Linked DNA regions of Pan troglodytes: region 1 is linked to region 2. Evidence: chromatin contacts called from public Hi-C data. All regions are on one chromosome and are shown on one strand. The core of a region is the stretch at or near the end of the contact, and the rest is flanking DNA. Distances in the headings are between cores, read along the strand shown. Region 1 holds the start of LOC129135245. Region 2 overlaps MCF2L (MCF.2 cell line derived transforming sequence like).

What was found. Hi-C and Micro-C count contacts between places; a contact is called where the count stands out from the background.
Region 1: a contact with region 2 is called in a Hi-C map of stem cell-derived neural progenitor cells, with 6 times the contacts expected there. The contact joins the promoter of LOC129135245 here to the enhancer-like site in region 2. A contact is called at or near these places in 3 of 7 Hi-C or Micro-C datasets (blood, induced pluripotent stem cells and stem cell-derived neural progenitor cells) and 1 of 1 other capture datasets (stem cell-derived neural stem cells).

What each region holds. Positions count from the first base shown.
Region 1 is chr14:118,652,497-118,656,906 of NHGRI_mPanTro3-v2.0_pri, forward strand. LOC129135245 reads left to right here and starts at 1,349. Exons shown (of 2, transcript XM_063792366.1): 1 at 1,349-4,410. It overlaps MCF2L (MCF.2 cell line derived transforming sequence like), which reads left to right. Exons shown (of 30, transcript XM_054665592.2): 4 at 1,227-1,341.
Region 2 is chr14:118,567,804-118,571,953 of NHGRI_mPanTro3-v2.0_pri, forward strand. The region is part of intron 2 of MCF2L (MCF.2 cell line derived transforming sequence like); the gene reads left to right. Among named protein-coding and RNA genes, the nearest start is that of MCF2L, 56 kb to the left of the region's middle. Within about 2 kb of position 1,733, at least 12 of the 24 cell types and tissues checked have an H3K27ac peak or open chromatin away from gene starts, as enhancers often do. A contact at or near this core is called in stem cell-derived neural progenitor cells and stem cell-derived neural stem cells, where this site is marked.

The DNA of each region.
Region 1 (4,410 bases), core at 99-2,598, 84 kb after region 2:
GGGGGACTGTCGCTGTTACGAGACAAAGCTGCAGTTGTCGGAGGCTGTGTGCGCCCTGGGTCTCCTCAGTGAGGACGTGGATGAGGGCGGCGAACCCACCATGATCTGTTCTCCATACAAAGCTACCCTAAACTTAGTTAGCTTGAGAAGCCCTATTTTACAGATTTATTCTTCATTTAGTGGCTCAGAAGTTCCAAAAGGGCTCAGCCAGGTGGTTCTTCACTCCACGGGGCACTGACTGTGTCCTCTGCTCAGCTGTGTCCTCGTGGGGGCTGGGCTGGAAGGTCCTGGGGGCTGCAGCTGTGTCCTCGTGGGGGCTGGGCTGGGAGGTCCTGGGGGCTGCCGCTGTGTCCTCGTGGGGGCTGGGCTGGGAGGTCCTGGGGGCTGCAGTCCCGCACCTCCACCTCCCTGCCCTTTCACAAAGTCCACCCTCAACCCTGGGTACTGGCCTCCTCAGAGCAGGTGGATGCAGGGTCGTGGGACCACCTGCCCAATGACTACAGGGCATGAGAGGGCAGCTGCAGTGTCCTGAGTCCCAGGCTCACTTCCGCCAAGTCCTGTGGGCAAAACAGATCGCAAGGCCGGACCCAGGCTCGGGGGAGGGAAATGGACTCCGTCCGGCCGAGGCAGTGTGGCAGGGTCAGTGGCCGGCTCCAGCAGGCAGACCTGGAGCCCAGCCTGTGTGACTCCAAAGTCAGTGTTCGAATGGAGCTCTTTGGAATTGAATTGCTTAAAAGGTGCCAATGTCGGAGAAGCTAGACGATACCCACAAACAGTACAGTTAGGCAGGTTATTAGTGCACATGCGTATATGGAATATTATGCAATATTTAAAATAATGGTTACATTGTTTAAAAGCATGGAAACGGTTTGTTCTCAGTGTCAGGAAGGAGGCAGGAGACAAGCTTCTCTATGCAGTATCACCTCAACAAGGTTAAAAAAGCCCATAGAAAAGGGCTTGGAAAGAAACATGTTGAATTGTCACGGTAGCTGTCCCATGGTGGCCAAAATAATGAGTGATTGTCTAAATTCACATCACTTTTGTGTACTTTCCAAATATTTTCTTCAAGCAGCACACATTTCTTTCAAATAAAAATTATGTAACGATGAAGAACATGCCTCGGTTTTAACTGAAATACTGGGTGCTGATGAAAACAGGCCGACATCTGTGGAACCCCCGGGGGCATGGAGCCCTCGGCTAAGGGTCTGCCTCTGGTCTCTCCCCAGGTGGGCGGGGGCAGGACGGAAGCCCGGTCATCACCTTCCCTGACTACCCGGCCTTCAGCGAGATTCCGGACAAGGAGTTCCAGAATGTCATGACCTACCTCACCAGCATCCCCAGGTACGTGCGCCCAGAGCCCGGCAGACATTGTGGTTTGGGGCAGAGTCCCTGTGAGATTTCACCAGGGTGGGGTCCCTGCAACTATGGGATGAGGCAGAGTCCCTGTGAGATTTCCCTGTCATGGGGTCCCCGTGACTGTGGGTCGGGGCAGAGTCCCTGTGAGATTTCCCCGTCATGGGGTCCCCGTGACTGTGGGTCGGGGCAGAGTCTCTGTGAGGTTTCATCATGGTGGGGTCCCCGTGACTGTGGGTCGGGGCAGAGTCTCTGTGAGGTTTCACCAGGGTGGGGTCCCCGTGACCGTGGGACGGGGCAGAGTCTCTGTGAGGTTTCCCCGTTATGGGGTCCCCGTGACCGTGGGACGGGGCAGAGTCCCTGTGAGATTTCTCCTTTGTGGGGTCCCCGTGACTGTGGGACGGGGCAGAGTCCCTGTGAGATTTCTCCTTTGTGGGGTCCCCGTGACTGTGGGACGGGGCAGAGTCCCTGTGAGGTTTCACTAGGGTGGGGTCCCCGTGACTGTGGGTTGGGGCAGAGTCCCTGTGAGGTTTCACCATGGTGGGGTCCCCGTGACTGTGGGTCGGGGCAGAGTCCCTGTGAGATTTCTCCTTTGTGGGGTCCCCGTGACTGTGGGACGGGGCAGAGTCCCTGTGAGGTTTCACTAGGGTGGGGTCCCCGTAACTGTGGGTTGGGGCAGAGTCCCTGTGAGGTTTCCCCATTGTGGGGTCCCCGTGACTGTGGGTTGGGGCAGAGTCTCTGTGAGGCTTCCCCGTCATGGGGTCCCTGTGACTGTGGGTTGGGGCAGAGTCTCTGTGAGGTTTCCCCATTGTGGGGTCCCTGTGACTTTGGGACGGGGCAGAGTCTCTGTGAGGTTCTACCAGGCTGGGGTCCCCGTGACTGTGGGTTGGGGCAGAGTCCCTGTGACTGTGGGATGGGGCAGAGTCTCTGTGAGGTTTCCCCATTGTGGGGTCCCTATGACTTTGGGATGGGGCAGAGTCTCTGTGAGGTTCCACCATGGTGGGGTCCCTGTGACTGTGGGTCGGGGCAGAGTCTCTGTGAGGTTCCACCAGGCTGGGGTCCCCGTGACTGTGGGTCGGGGCAGAGTCTCTGTGAGGTTCCACCATGGTGGGGTCCCCGTGACTGTGGGTCGGGGCAGAGTCTCTGTGAGGTTCCACCAGGCTGGGGTCCCCGTGACTGTGGGTCGGGGCAGAGTCTCTGTGAGGTTCCACCATGGTGGGGTCCCCATGACTGCAGGATGAATTAGGGTCTCTGGGAGCCATCGTTGAGTTCCCCGTGGCTTTGCTGAGGGGTTAGAGCTTTGTCAGCGTCATGGTTCCGAGGAGCTCAGGAGTCTGCCTCAGATCTGATCTGGGGTCCGAATCCAGCTTTTTCGCTCCCGAGCTGCCGTTCTTTCCTGGAGCTCGGAGGCCCACCTGGAGGCCCAGTTGCTCAGCAGTCAGGATCTGACTTAGCCTGAGCGCTGCTGTGCTCCCTCGTATACCGTCACTGCGCATGCCCGTTCGATCAGCAGAGTTCTGCGGTGCGAGGGCTTCTGTGTTCTTAATGCCGAGGAGCCCGTCTGCACGGGGCCTGATGCTCATGGGAGCAGAGCCCGTCCATGTGGCCTGTCTGTGTCGTGGTCAGGCCCTGGGGGCGTGGCCAGGCCCTGGGGGCGTGGCCGCCTCCTGCCCTTTCCAGGAAAGAACTGACCCCAGAGGTACCAGAAAATCCGGTTAACAAAAATGGTTCCCTCAGGCTGCAGTTTTTTGTTTTGTTCCAGGCAGAGCTGGGTCCCCGTCCTCTGAAAAGGTAGGGAGCCCAGTTCTGTGTCTCCCCAGCGGCCGGCAGGAGAGCAGCGTCAGGCCGGTGAGCTGCAGGCTGACTTGGGAGGGGTGCCGCGGGGGTCTCGCATCTGATGTGCTCATCCCAGCCTCCAGGAAGATGCTGAGAATGTCAGCCTCACACCAGACAGTGTAGTTGCTGCTTCCATTTGGGGTATAGTGAACACACACCAAGTAAAAACAGAAATATCCTTAAATATGGCATCTGTATCCCTCACATTACATAAGGTGGCAAAACACAGAGGAGATGTTTAACCATCAGCGTGAAAGTGCAGCCGTAGCCATTACCGTGAAGGTTCTTCATTCTTCAGTCTTTAAAGACAACAGCGCACTGGGCCTGGTAACTGAGAGCTCAGCGCATTGGCCTGACCTGGAAAACAGCACATTGATCCCGATAAATATCACATAACCACCAGTTGGCAGCAGCCAGCCTCTGCAGTCATGCCTCAAGGAGAGGGAGAGCGGTGGGCACCTCTGTCCACTTGGCGGGTTGAGGTGGGAGCTGGCGGAGCGGGGACCCTCACTGGTGGGCCTTTCGGGGGCAGGACGTCTTGGTGGGCAGAAAGAAGGGGGCTCGTGACTGACTATGGTCAAAGCCCTGGACACGGCGGTGTCCTGGTAGCCCCAAATCACTGTGTGTTGGGTTTGTGGTTTTGACCTCAGTCTCTTGTCTTTTGTGAGAATCTTGCACCCCCCATGCGCCAGGCTCTGCTGGCTGAGCTGAGTGCACGGTGGAGGGGCTGGGTCTCGGGCCGAGCGGCCGAGCTCCCTGAGGGGCTGATGGGACCGGCTTGGTGGGGCAAGGCTGCGATGCTGCAGGCGGTTTCCACACATTCCTCCCTGGTTCTCAGCCACACTGTGGCAGGAAGGCAGTTATTAAGCCCATGTTATAGATGAGGCTTAATAACGCGGTGATGGCTGGAGAAAGGGGATGGCTGGGCAGGGGAGCGCCCGAAGGCTCAGACCACATGGCCGTACCCCGAGGACGTAGGCTCCAGGTGTGCTGTGGCCAGAGGGGTGTCCTGGGGAGGGCGGTCATCTCCAAGCCTCCAGGCCTTTGTCTGTCACCTGCACAGGAGGAAGGGCCTGTGTCCCAGGGGACGGCCGGCCTGACAGGTACATCCACCCCCTGATGGCACCTCCTGGCATGGGGCTAAATGAGATTCTGTGGCGTCCACACTGAATGCTGACTGGTCAGACTCATGCTCAGAAATCAGGGCTGTTGTCAGTGCTT
Region 2 (4,150 bases), core at 483-2,982:
CCAGATCCGGCTACTTTTTTGTATTTTTAGTAGAGAAAGGGTTTCACCATGTGCCTAGGCTGGTCTCAAACACCTGGACTCAAGCGATCCTCCAGCCTCGACCTCCCAAAGTGCTGGGATTATGGGCATGAGCCACCGCGCCCGGCCTTTGTTTAATTCTGTAAGGAACTGACAGACTGTCTTTCACAGCGGCTGCACTGTTCTGTGTTCCCAGCAGGCATGTGGGAGGGTTCTGATTTCTCCACATCCTCCCCAACAGCTGTTCTTATCTGTCTTTTCTGTCTTTTTTTATTCTAGCCGTCCCAGTGCAGGTGAAGCGTATATCATTGTGGTTTTAATTTACATTTCCCTTACAACTAATGATGTTGACCATCTTTTCATATGCTTATTGGCCATTTTATCTTTAAGGGTTTACTCACACGTGAATACGGTTGTCTTTTTACTGTTGAGTTGTGGGAGTTCTTAATGTGTTTTGGAGGCAAATCGCTTATTAGATACAAATTTGCAAACATTCTCCCAATTGTGTAGGTTGTATTCACTTTCTTGATGGTGTTTTATAAAACATAAAAGTTTTACATTGTGATGAAGTTTAATTGGTCTATTTTTTGTTGTTGTTGTTAGTTGTGCTTTTTGTGTGCTAAGAAGCCACCACCTAATCTAAGACTACAAGGACGTTCTCCTGTGTCTCCTCCAAGGGTTTCTGTGGTGCTCCCTCGGGCTCATAGGGGCCCGCGGTTCCTTCTGAGTTTCCTGAGGGCCGGGGCGGCTCAGGAGTGGGGGCGCAGCGCGTCCGCCCCTTTGGTCCCTGCCGGCGCTGCCAGGACAGACGAGCTGGAGGAGGAATATGTATTTAGGGCTCATCGGATCTTCTATGGGGCAAAATCGTTTGCTTGTTCTACTATTCAAGCACAATGTTTGGAGCCCTCGGCTAGGTCAGGACAAGGACACTGCGCGCCTTGCTTCGCGGGCCTCGCGCGCGGCCTTCGTGCGTCTCGGGCTGCTCCGGTGCTCGCCGCCGCCTGCGTGGGCCCTGGGCTTTCGCACCGCGGGAGGCCTCGCCTCCTTGAGCAGCCTGAGTTCAGGTGGGGCGGCCACGCCTGTGCCCGCGGCGCGGGTGCTGAGTCCCGACGCTGTGCGCCGCACTCCCGAGGCTGTGGTTGGGGGGTCGCGGTCGAGCTCTAGGGCCCCCGGCCGCAGAGCCCAGGCGCGGGGAGGGCGGCGGCTCCCAGCTCCCGGTTCCCGGCTCCGCGCCGCAGGCGTGAACGCCCAGCAGGCCCAACGGAGGGCGCCGGCGCCCGGGAGAGGCGCCGCCTTGGTTGCAGGGGCCGGGGCGCGGCGGCCCGGGCTTTGAGAGACGGGCCGCTCTTCCCGGCGCGGTGCCTTCCAGGGAGCCTGCGCCTGCAACACCGCAGCCAGAGCCGACACTCCGCGCCTTTCAAGGAGGAGGCCCCGTGCAGGCGCCCAGGGCCTGGGGTCGGGGGCTTGGGGGCAGAGGACGCGCGGGGGGCGGGACCCTGCCGGCCAGTCCCTTACCCGGGGACAGACGGGGAAGGCGGGAGCGCTCGCAGTTCCCTCCGGAGGGACCACACCGCCGGGGGCCCGAGCAGCCTGCGGTGGCTCGGCTCGGGCCGGCGGAGATCTGGGAGCACTTTCTGGAAGCCTCCACAGGCTTCAGGCGGACAGGAAGGACCTGGCGGGAGGCGTAGTAGGCGGGGTGAGGGGATCTCGGTGGCAGCGGGGACAGCGCGGCCCCGAGAACTGAGAACTGAGAGGGAGACGCTCTCGGGCCTCTCAGACCAGCATTGAGGAGCTGAGCCCTGCGGGCCAGGGGCGCAGAGAGGGTCCCGGGCGGTGAGGGGAGGGTCCCGGGCCGTGAGGGGAGGGTCCCGGGCCGTGAGGGGAGGGTCCCGGGCCGTGAGGGGAGGGTCCCGGGGGATGAGGGGAGGGTCCCGGGCCGTGAGGGGAGGGTCCCGGGCCGTGAGGGGAGTCCCGGGCTGTGAGGGGAGGGTCCCGACAGGGGGGTGGGTCCCGGGCCATGAAGGGAGGGTCCCGGGTGAGGGGAGGGTCCCGGGCCGTGAAGGGAGGGTCCCGGGTGAGGGGAGGGTCCCGGGCCATGAAGGGAGGGTCCCGGGTGAGGGGTGGGTCCCGGGCCATGAAGGGAGGGTCCCGGGTGAAGAGCAAGCTCATGACCCTCATTTACTGGGAATCCATTGCTCTGGCCCCGTCATGAGTGGGGTTCGCAGACTGGGCCAATCCGTACAGCGTATGTGTGCTCTGGTGTCTGGGGGCAGCACAGACGTTGTTACGGCTCCATCTGGCCTGGGTGAACACCTGGGTCTGTCTGTGGAGTTGGGGGATGCCGCCTGCTCAAGGGTCGCGTTCCTAGTATGCGTTCCAGAAAGGCTAGGCACCACCAGTGCTAAGCCGCAGAAGAGCTGTCAATCTGTCAGTCCTGTCCCGCTAAACCTGAACTTCTTTTTTTTTTTTTTTTTGAGACGGAGTCTCACTCTGTCGCCCAGGCTGGAGTGCAGTGGCGCAACCTCGGCTCACGGCTAATTTTTTGTATTTTTAGTACAGACGGGGTTTCACTGTGTTAGCCAGGATGGTCTCGATCTCCTGACCTTGTGATCCGCCCGCCTTGGCCTCCCAAAGTGCTGGGATTACAGGCGTGAGCCAACGCGCCCGGCCAAACCTGAACTTCTGAAAGAGCCAGGGAATCAGCCTCTTAGGGAAGGCCCTCCACCCTACTTGCCTGGGCTTTCTCTGCAAGCTCTGTGCAGAAGGGAGCAAGGTCTGCCTGATGCCACCACCGTGGGCCCAGTGTTCATGGTGTCCTAATGGAAGCTTTGAAATCACTTTGTGTTAGTCCTGGCTCTTAAGAAAATCGATGCAATGCCAATTAGGCACCACTATTTTTTTTGTGTTTAAAACATTTGAGGAAGATGATGCAGGGTGGGCCCTGAAGGGAGTGGGGTCCTGCCTGGAGCTGCTGTTTAGGCTCAGTCTTGGTGCTCTATATACATATCTACCATTGCAGTCTCATACAGAAAGTTCCATTGCCTTTTTGATTTTAAAAAGTGTTTATCACACAGGGGAGTTTTAGGGCAGTGCAACTATTCTGCATGATCCATGACATTATGCGCTTCTCAAGACCCAAAACTGCATAACAGGAAACATGAACCCTCAAGTAAACGATATGCTTTAGTTAGTAATGATGTATCAAATTGTAATGTATGGGCCACCAATGCAAGAAGTTATAATAACTGTGGAAGGAAGTGGGGCAGAGGGGGAGTATATGAGGACTCCCTGTACTTTCTGCTCAATTTTTCTGTAAAACCCAAAACTGCTCTAAAATATAAAGTCTATTAATGTTTTTTAAAGTGCTTATTATATAAAGAAATGATTTTGATTCACTATCTTTGGGATCTTTTTTTATGAGATTTGTTTAAAGTAGTGACTGCTTTGCAGTGATGGCACCATTCTTCTGGGATGCCTTTTTGACCTTGAGCAGCAGTTCCTGCCCTGCTGAGCAGGAAGACACAGTGAGTGGGAGACAAGCCTGGATGCTCACATGGCCTCATGCCCTGGTCTGTGAAATGGGATGGCATCTTGCATCATGGCGGTTCTGTCTAGTGGGAGAGTGATAAAGTGTGCCTGGCACAGTCTGTACCTTCAGTAAGTGTGGTTGTCAAAAGCAATAATTGGGTTGGCACTGACATTCATCATAGATGTACAAAAGTAACATGTAGATGGTGAATTGATGAGGAGGGGCCCATGGAGAGATGGGTTTGTGCCGTGTACTTTATTCTTCTAATTTTCTTATTCTCTTTGGGACTGTCCCTGTGGCTTCCATGTGGCTTCAGACAGGTGAGGAGCTGCTGCGTGTTCAGACTGGAAACCTGAGCTCATCAGCACGCAAGCCCGGGCTCTTCTGGGGTATCATGTTTTGAGAATATTTCTCTTTGAAATTTTAAACTCTCTTCCATTTGTATTTGTTGAAATTCTAGAGCTTTTGATAACTCATGCTAAAATTTTTAAATCACTTTTCGCTTTATCATCTTTTTATTTGAAATGTCAAAATTTATGTAGGAAGCATCATTTTGCCACCCTGCCGAAGTATTCTGACTAAAACTATCCAAGATCCTCCAAG